Linked DNA regions of Danio rerio: region 1 is linked to region 2. Evidence: chromatin contacts called from public Hi-C data. All regions are on one chromosome and are shown on one strand. The core of a region is the stretch at or near the end of the contact, and the rest is flanking DNA. Distances in the headings are between cores, read along the strand shown.

Region 1 (4,746 bases), core at 1,927-4,426, 65 kb before region 2:
GACACTTTTACATTTCTTAAACAAAATAAATGTAAAATTGTCTACATCTCATCACTATAACATAAAAATCTACAAATAAATTATATGCATATTATAAATTATATGTTAATAAATTATTATTGATTATCTTATATATTTAAATGCAAAAATATTGTATACCATTTCCAAATGCAATATATAATTTACATAATTCACTAAAATATAAAATATATTACTTATTATTCATTGTTTTGTTTACACAGCAGTGATGTAAATGAATAAACAATGTGTTTATTTAACACGAAGTGTTTTAGAAAAAGCCAAATACATACATTTTCTGTTAAATTTCTCAAATATACATTGTTCAGGCAAAATATAATTCTTTATTTTTTTGCATCTTGACATTAATCCCTTAAACAATGTCAATTGTGGCAAAAAAAAAAACAATAACCATTAAATTAGTGTTGTCCCGATACTGGAATTCGAACCAATCAGTACTAAGATTTTAACAATGTCCATTTCCTGCTATCATTTGAGCGCTGTTGAGCGTGTTCTTAAACAGCACTAATTTCCCATTGTGTTCACGTGCTCAACAGAAATGACTGTGATTGGCCTTGAAGCTCATCAGTTCACCGAACTCACCGATGTTTACTGAGTGTACCCACAGATACAGGGACACTGGTGCTTTTTAAAGCAGTGAAGATCAGTCGATTCATCAGCGGATCGCTCGTATGCCAGCTTATTAACAGACCAGCTGATCTTCGCTGCTTTAAACCCCTCCAGTGTGCCTGTATCTGTGGTTAGACTCAGTAAACAGCGGTGAGTTCGATGAACTGATGACCTCCACGGCCAATCACAAATTCTGTTGAGCATGTGAACACAATGGAAAATCAACGCTGTTGAAAAATTCGCTCAACAGTGCTCAAATGTTAGCGGGAAATGGACGTTTTTAAACATTATGTTCAGTTTCCTGCCCAACCTGCAAAGCAAACACACCATAGGGCGGAGTCACAGAGGAGGCGTGGCCAATGTGAAGAAAAACATAACTTGATTGGTCAAGTGACATTAAAAAAACTGCATCCTTATAAGGGGCACAATTAAAAAAAAAAATTATTGCACACTAGAATCAAAACAGCATTCGCCTCCAGCTAAAAAAATCCAAGTATATATTAAACACCTGCAGTATGAACCAATGAGAAACAGACGGACGTGATAATGCAGAACATGTGTCAATGAGGGAGATCAGATGAGGTTAGTGTTCACACACGCACACACAGAGCAGCATGTACCCTTATGAGGAGAATCATGGGAACAGAGGACAAACGGAAGGAGAAAACGGCGAGCTTTAGCAGCTTTGGTGGGCGTCTGAACCAGAGAGTCTTCAGAGGACAGATGGAGACATCAGTTTAACATAAAATAAAAATAATAATTATATAAATTAAAGAGGTGTCTTACCTGAAACAGAAATGGCCCGAACTCCTGCCCGAATCCCCTCAAGCCGCTTCTCATTGTTAGCAAGTCTATGGCAGAAACAAAATAAGGATTATTAGTATTGTGTCTAAACACAAATGTGTGTATGATTTATCAACTTTCTGGGCTCAGGTGAAGATTAAAATCTTAAAATGTGCATTTGGCAGAAGGTGAAAACAAAATTAATAATCAAATTTATACTGAATTATGTAATGTATAATTAAAAACATTTAGCATATGTATATTATAGGCCCACAAGTAGAACTGGGTGACAAAGAATATATTACTATAATTTAAGAATGTTTATTTTTTTAAATATGATAAAATATTATATAAATGCAATAAAAAATATATATATCAGCATATTATAATAATAATAATAATAATAAATAATAATAATAATAAAACACTAAAGATTTTTATATTACAATATTTTTTAAATGTTATATTTTTAAAATATATATGCAATACAAAATAGAAATTTGCATTTCACAATATTATTATTATGATTCATAATAATTAATCATGATAATAATACGCTTTTTTATAATATTACAATATTTTAAATGTTTTTATATTATAAATAGAATATTATAAAATTTTATATAAAGACAATATAAATCAGCTTTAACAATATTAATAATAATAATGATAATAAAACACTAAATAATATTTCTACAATATATTTGAAATGTTATATAATAAATAAGATATATTACATATGCAATGCAAATTAAATAAATTCTAAATCTGCATTTTAGAATAATGATATGATTATCATCATTCATAATAAAATAACCATAATAGTCATAAAAACAATACTTTTTTATAATATCACAAAATTTTTATGTTTACATATTTTAAAATATTATAAAAAAATACATATATGCAATGCAAAAAACTCTGCATTTATAATAATAATAATAGTAAAAATAAAATAATATAATTATCAATAATAATATCAATGAAAACTAACTTTATAATATTACAATATTTTTTAAAAGTCTATATGTACACATATTTGTAAAGATGATAAAATATTACATATATGCAATGCAAAATATAATTCAGCATTTTATAATAAAAATAATATACACATTTTTGTCTCCAGACTTTAGATTTTTAAATAAGTCTAATGATGCTCTTTTGGAAACTTCTCTGCAATAAAAATTGAAGTATTAACCAAATATTGAGTGACTATCGGCAATACCCTCCAGCTGTACTGCCTGTAGTTTAGGGTTGTTTTGGATGCACTGAAGCTTCACTGTGAGACCGTATGAATCTCCAGCCTGACGTCAGTTTATTAAACAGCTCAGCGCTCTGGATTTATGACTTACTTTGGAATGGATGGAAGAGCTCTTTCACCATCTGTAGACCAGAAACACATACAACATCAGTGTATAAATCAAACAGAGAAACACGACACACCCAAACACCAACAACTGCGCTTCATATCTCACTACAGTTTCTATTTATAGAAAGTTCTACACTTTCTATTTGTATTGAGATTCCCTACTCAATGCATCCCATTCATAGCGTACAGGCTCCAGACATCCCACAATGCATCAGTGTGTACCTTTCTGAGGTCTGATGATGAAGGACTGGTTGACGGCATTGAGCAGGCGACAGTATCCGTCGATGAGGTCGGCCATGTTCTCGGCGGTGGAGAAAGACGGCGTGCTGATCGTGAGAGGCTGCGAGAAGCAAACACACTCACAATGAGCCTTTATCACACACAGCAGCCTCATGATGAGGTCAAGATACAACACAGACCAGCTGCACTGACCACACACACACACACTGGAGACACACCCACAAGGCTGAAAAAGGGTCTTAAATGATTTCAGACATCCTCATAAATATCAGACACGCCCACAAATTATCTGACACACCCACAAATGACATTAGGCACACCCACAAACTATATAAGACACGCCCACAAATTATATAAGACACACCCACAAACAATATAAGACATCCACAAATGATCTCATACACGCCCACAAATTATTTCAGACATGCCCAAAAATGATCTCAGACACACCTACAAATGATCTCATACAGGCCCACAAATTATCTCAGACACGCCCACAAATTATCTCAGACACACCTACAAATTATCTCATACACGGCCACAAATTATCTCATACACACCCACAAATTATTACATACACGCCCACAAATTATCTCATACAAGCCCACAATTTATCTCAAACACACCCACAAATTACTTTAGACACGACCACAAATAATCTCAGACACGCCCACAAATTATCTCAGACATAACCACCCCTTATCTCAGACACACCATTAAATTATCTCATACACGCCCACAAATTAACTCAGACACGCCCACATATTATTTTATACACGCCCACAAATTATCTCAGAGACGTCCACAAATTATCTCAGACACACCCACAAATTATCTCAGACACACCCACAAATTATATTAGACACGCCCACAAATTACCTCAGACATGACCACAAATTCTCACACACCCACAAATGATCTCAGACACACCCACAAATGATCTCAGACACACCCACAAATGATCTCATAAACAACCACAAATGATCTCAGACACACCCACAAATGATCTCAGACACACCCACAAATTATCTCAGACACGCCCACAAGCGATATAAGACAGACCAAGAATTAAGACATCCGTGAATTAACTCAAACATGACAAATGATTTCATATACGCCCACAAATTAAATTTAGATTCGTCGACAGATTATTTAATATAGACCCAAAAATTCTCAAATATGCCCACATTTTCTTTAGGTACGCCTCCAAAAATTCTCCTTTACACCCACAATTATTTTATATACGCCCACAAATCATCTCAGACACGCCCACAAATTAACCCAGACATGCCCACAAAAGATAATTATATTAAAGATAAAGATAAAGACAATTATATTAAAAATAAAAAACAAACTAAGACATTCACAAGTTATCTCAGACACGCCCACAAACTGCCGACGCCCACAGATACGCCCACAGATTATCTAATGTACACCCACAAATTCACAAACACACCCACAACAAATTCACAAACACACCCACAATTATGTCAGATACGCCCACAAATTATCTGGCACACATACAAAATATCAGACACGCCCAGAAGTGATCTTAGACACGCCCACAAATTATCTCAGAAAATTTATTTGGTTGCCTAGGCAACATTTCTAATTTATATATATTTTTCCAATTTATTAACTAGCGATTTTAATATTTATTTACATTTGATTATTCTTAAAATCAGCCACTTTTACTAATTTTA
Region 2 (4,695 bases), core at 251-2,750:
TTTTTTAGAGTGTATGGACCATTATAGGGGTGGTCAAATGTATAGTTAAGCTATTTATTATTTTAATTATTAATATTACTTAAGATGCAGATTAGAGCAAACTATTTCTTAACTATTAAAAGGCAAATCACTGTCATACATGTTGTGTTGACGTCCTTTAGGGGGTCAAGCGTTAACTAGGGGGGTCTGACCCACGCAAACCCCCCTGTAAATCGCACCTTGATGACGACTAACTGATCTGTGGTACTGTACATCATACTGTATATTTTAAAAATGTATTATACGCTAGACATACAGTTGAAGTATGAATTATTCGCCCTACTGTATATTTTTATTCCTCAATTTCTGTTTAACGGATGGAAGATTTTTTTCAGCACATTCCCAAACATAATAGTTTTAATAACTCATTTTTAATAACCGATTTCTTTTCGCCCATGATCTTAGTTGATAATATTTGACTGGATATTCTTCAGGATACTAGTATTCAGCTTAAAGTGATATTGAAAAGGCTTAACAAGGGTAATTAGGGTAAAGTGGGGCTGGACGATTTGGGCTAAAATCTAAATCTCAATTAATGGAACATTTTAACTCGATTACAATTAATGAACGATTGTTTTATTCATTTATTTCATATTTTAGTCCTCAGAGTTCGCTGATAAGTTTTGTACAGTAAATATGCTCACATATTACAAGTATAATGCAAATAACTTGGGTATAAAAACAACTAAACAATTTTGAAAACTATAAAAATATATCCTTTTGTTGAATAAGCCCAAAAAGCATGGTAAATATGTTGTCAGTTTAATAAAAATAAGGCACATCTACTAAAATCCCTGTATTACTGTGGCAGATACTCATAAATTATGGTACATATTTTGTCTATTTAATAAAACTCAAGCCATTCTCTCTTCAGTGTTACTCAAACTAAGTATATCTGATTATATGTCATAAAAACTGACTGCTTAAACTTTGTATTTCACTATTGCTTAAGCTATTTCATTTGTATGCTGTGTTTGTTTTTGTATACTTTCACTGGCTAAAACACTGTACAATAACACAAACTGTCATCAAGTCCTGCTGTCGAACAGTTGACAGACACAAACTTTGTGTACAGCCCACGACAATTGGTTTACAGTCGAGTATTGTGGCATAAACTTTTGAATCTGACGTCAAGATAAACAGCAGAAAGTCGATATAAAAGCTTGGTTTGATCCAATGAATAGGAAGCGTGAACGCGCGTCACGATTACCGAGCATATCGGATTCAAACCCATCAGATTCCTCCTGAACGCATGGCAGGGTTGATTCAGCACCGGAATCCCCATATTTGCTGTTCACATTGACAGTTTTCCCCTTCTAACGGTCGTGCGAAGGCAGAAATGAGCTCTACTCACTGGTTTATCGAGTGATCCGCCCGTCGCGCGTTGTGATATTCCTGAAGCCGCTTTTCCTGTCCTTTCCTGTCGATTTTCCCTCATTCCAGCTTTTCATTCCCTCTCATTCCAACATGGCTGACGGGCAGAACCCAGCCCACTCCAGCTCCATCCAGCCACACACACATAACGCACACACACTCCTCCCAGTCCCGAGTGAATGAACGCCGCTGGAGCTGACGCTGGCCACTGGCGCCTGTCCGAGTCGTTTAGAGAGTCGGTTCGCTTGAACGGTTAAAGGGATGTGCTGAGCCCCAAATCACCTACTTCGTCAAAAAAGTATTATTAAGTGTTATGTTACGAAAAAGTGCACAGTTTTGACTATGAAAGCTTTGGGGCATGCTACTACCTCATTAACGGGACCGTTATGTTGCTTAGTTACACGCCTTGTCAATCATCTGACACATCATCCACACTTCCATCGAATTTAAAGGTCCTATGAAATTAAAATAAATATTTAGATGTTAGTTTCAGTCTTACCTTATTGAAGATTCAGCAGCAGAGAGTTAATCTACCACTCGCAAGTCTTTCAGAGAAATCTCCTCAGGTCTTCCCATAGCCTAATTATTAGCCTTTTTAAAAAGTTAATGTCCAAACACGTCTTTATAAGTTCACATTGTTGTTGCAGATGAACTGTAAATTGAAAAAGCGTGATTATATTTTCCAGTTGGCTAGCTATGAATGAATTAGTCGTTCAAACAATTTTACCACTTAACGGTTTGTCTAGTGTGTCCGCCATGTTTGTAGTTTGTTTACAGTTTTTACCCACGTTTGTAGTTCTAATCAAATTCACGTCCAACGCAGAAACACAATTAAGTGAATCACAAAATACAGAAACTGTTAATAAACAGATATATTTTTAGATTGTTTGATTCCCATATGACATTTTCTGCCAATCAAATTAAAACATTCACTGAAGATTCTTCTTAGGGAACCAAAAACTAACCTTTCCAGAACGTTGCAATTAGGTTCCAAGAGCGTTCTCATTACCTAGAGAATACTTTTTATTAATGTAGACTATATTAAGTTCTCTATAGATAACTAGCAGAACTCTGGGATGGTGTGGGAACCAGAAAGAGTTCCCAAAAGTGTTCTGGCAACCAATAATCCTTAGAAAAGACTAAATAAATTCAACTAATTATTAAAATATTTAATAAATCATTAATAATTACAATAGCAGTGTTGTTATTGTCCCACCTCCCCACTTTACAAGCCACAATCAAAACTCTGAGCAAATTGAAAAAGATTTCTGAAACATTTTAATTGAATCATTTCAAGATATAGACATTAGTTAGTTACACATTCTTATTATCAGTAATAAATTAGCATGAATGAATCCCAGTATTGCTACATTCCAGCACAGTGGTTCTTTACAACTTCCAACTGTTTTCCAGAGTGATTTAAACGAATCGTTTTGAGGAATCGATTCAAAACGATTCGAGCAAACATGCTCGGATACAATAGAGCAACTATGAAAGCCTTGATGAGTTCAACAGTGGACATTTGTGTTGTGCTCTCTATAGGTCTCAGTGTCCATCTGAGAGAGCACATTGCTCAAGAAGAGACCATTCAGAAGCAACGAACAGAGCAGCTGTTCTCTGCGATTCATTGTCACAACATCTCTGGAAATTCTCTGATGCTAAATCAGTAATAGGCTACCCCAATGTGTTAATTAATAATGTATGTTATGGCACATAATATATATTTTATTTGCGGCTTGGATATTCAAAATCACTTCATTCAGCAGTTCGATTCATTCTTAAAGGGGTAGTTCGCTCAAAACTGAAAATGCTGTGGTCATTTACTCACTCTTTACCTATTTCAAACCTTTGTGAGATTCTGTTGAACACAAAAGAAGATATTTTACAGAAATGCGATAATAAGCGAAGATGGAGAATTCTGCATTTTGTTTCTATTTGGATTACTAAGCCAGAGAACATTTCTCTCATCTAAAAGTGCACAATTCAGACTTTACGCTTTATTTCTCTCATGTTTGTGAAGCAAATATTTGCAGATATTCAGCGCTTTTTTCCCCAACGCATTTGTCAGTCATGATGATGTTACTAATTTTACAACAACATATTGTTTTGTTGTAATTATGAATTTATACAGATAAACATAGGCAGTTTTCAGATCTGTGTTTGTCTTATATGTATGATCAAAATTATAGTATTTGAAGCTCCTTTTATCCGGTGATCATAGAAATGTGCTAAAATATACGTTTGCCGACCACAGGGGGTGAGGTAACAATTTATGTTACGGCACATGTTGCTGTTTGGATTTTTAACAACACTTTATTCAAAAATTTGATTACTTCCTAAAGTGATCGAGTGAAGTCCACTCGAAAACAAAAATTCTGTCATCATTTACTCGTTTCAAACTGTTATGAGATTTTCTTCTGTTGAATATACACACAAAAAGTGATTTTAAAGAAGTGAGATAATGATATTAGATGGAGAATTATGCATTAGGACCTTTCCATGTGGATAACTAAACCAGAGAACATTTCTGTTTCTTTCCATGCAGATCACTAAACCAGAGAACATTTCTGTTTCTTTCCATGCAGATCACTAAACCAGAGAACATTTCTGTTTCTTTCCATGCAGATCACTAAACCAGGGAACATTTCTGTTTCTTTCCATGCGGATCACTAAACCAGAGCACATTTGTGCTTCTTTCCATGTGGATAACTAAACCAGAGAACATTTCTGTTTCTTTCCATGTGGATAACTAAACCAGAGAACATTTTTGTTTCTTTCCATCTGGATCATTAAACCAGAGAACATTTGTATTTCTTTCCTTGCGGATCACTAAACCAGAGAACATTTGTGTTTCTTACCATGCGGGTTACTAAACCAGAGAACATTTGTGTTTCTTTCCATGTGGATCACTAAACCAGGGAACATTTCTGTTTCTTTCCATGTGAATCACTAAACCAGAGAACATTTGTGTTTCTTACCATGCGGGTTACTAAACCAGAGAACATTTGTATTTCTTTCCACACGGATTACTAAACAAGAGAACATTTGTGTTTCTTACCATGAAGATCAGTAAACCAGAACATTTGTTTTTAAAAAGCCATTTAAAAGTGCTTTATACAATTAAGAAAGCTGGTAGGAAAAATAAATACTATGAAAGTCAATGGTTACAGTTTTCCAGCATTCTACAAATGATCTCCATTGTTTTCAACAGAAAAAAGAAACTCATAAAGGTTTATAACCACTTGAAAGTGAGTAAAATAGTAAATATTTCTGTCCCTTTAA

Evidence for each region. Hi-C and Micro-C count contacts between places; a contact is called where the count stands out from the background.
Region 1: a contact with region 2 is called in a Hi-C map of embryo, with 2.7 times the contacts expected there. The contact joins the enhancer-like site here to the promoter of ptk2aa in region 2. A contact is called at or near these places in 4 of 18 Hi-C or Micro-C datasets (caudal fin, embryo, hematopoietic stem cells and 1 more) and 2 of 4 datasets of contacts at active chromatin or transcription factors (embryo and gastrula embryo).

What each region holds. Positions count from the first base shown.
Region 1 is chr19:2,166,876-2,171,621 of GRCz12tu, reverse strand. It overlaps ptk2aa (protein tyrosine kinase 2aa), which reads right to left. Exons shown (of 33, transcript NM_198819.1): 12 at 3,026-3,143; 13 at 2,787-2,817; 14 at 1,435-1,499. Among named protein-coding and RNA genes, the nearest start is that of rplp1, 48 kb to the left of the region's middle. Within about 2 kb of position 3,176, at least 5 of the 62 cell types and tissues checked have an H3K27ac peak or open chromatin away from gene starts, as enhancers often do.
Region 2 is chr19:2,100,165-2,104,859 of GRCz12tu, reverse strand. It overlaps ptk2aa (protein tyrosine kinase 2aa), which reads right to left and starts at 1,500. Exons shown (of 33, transcript NM_198819.1): 1 at 1,394-1,500.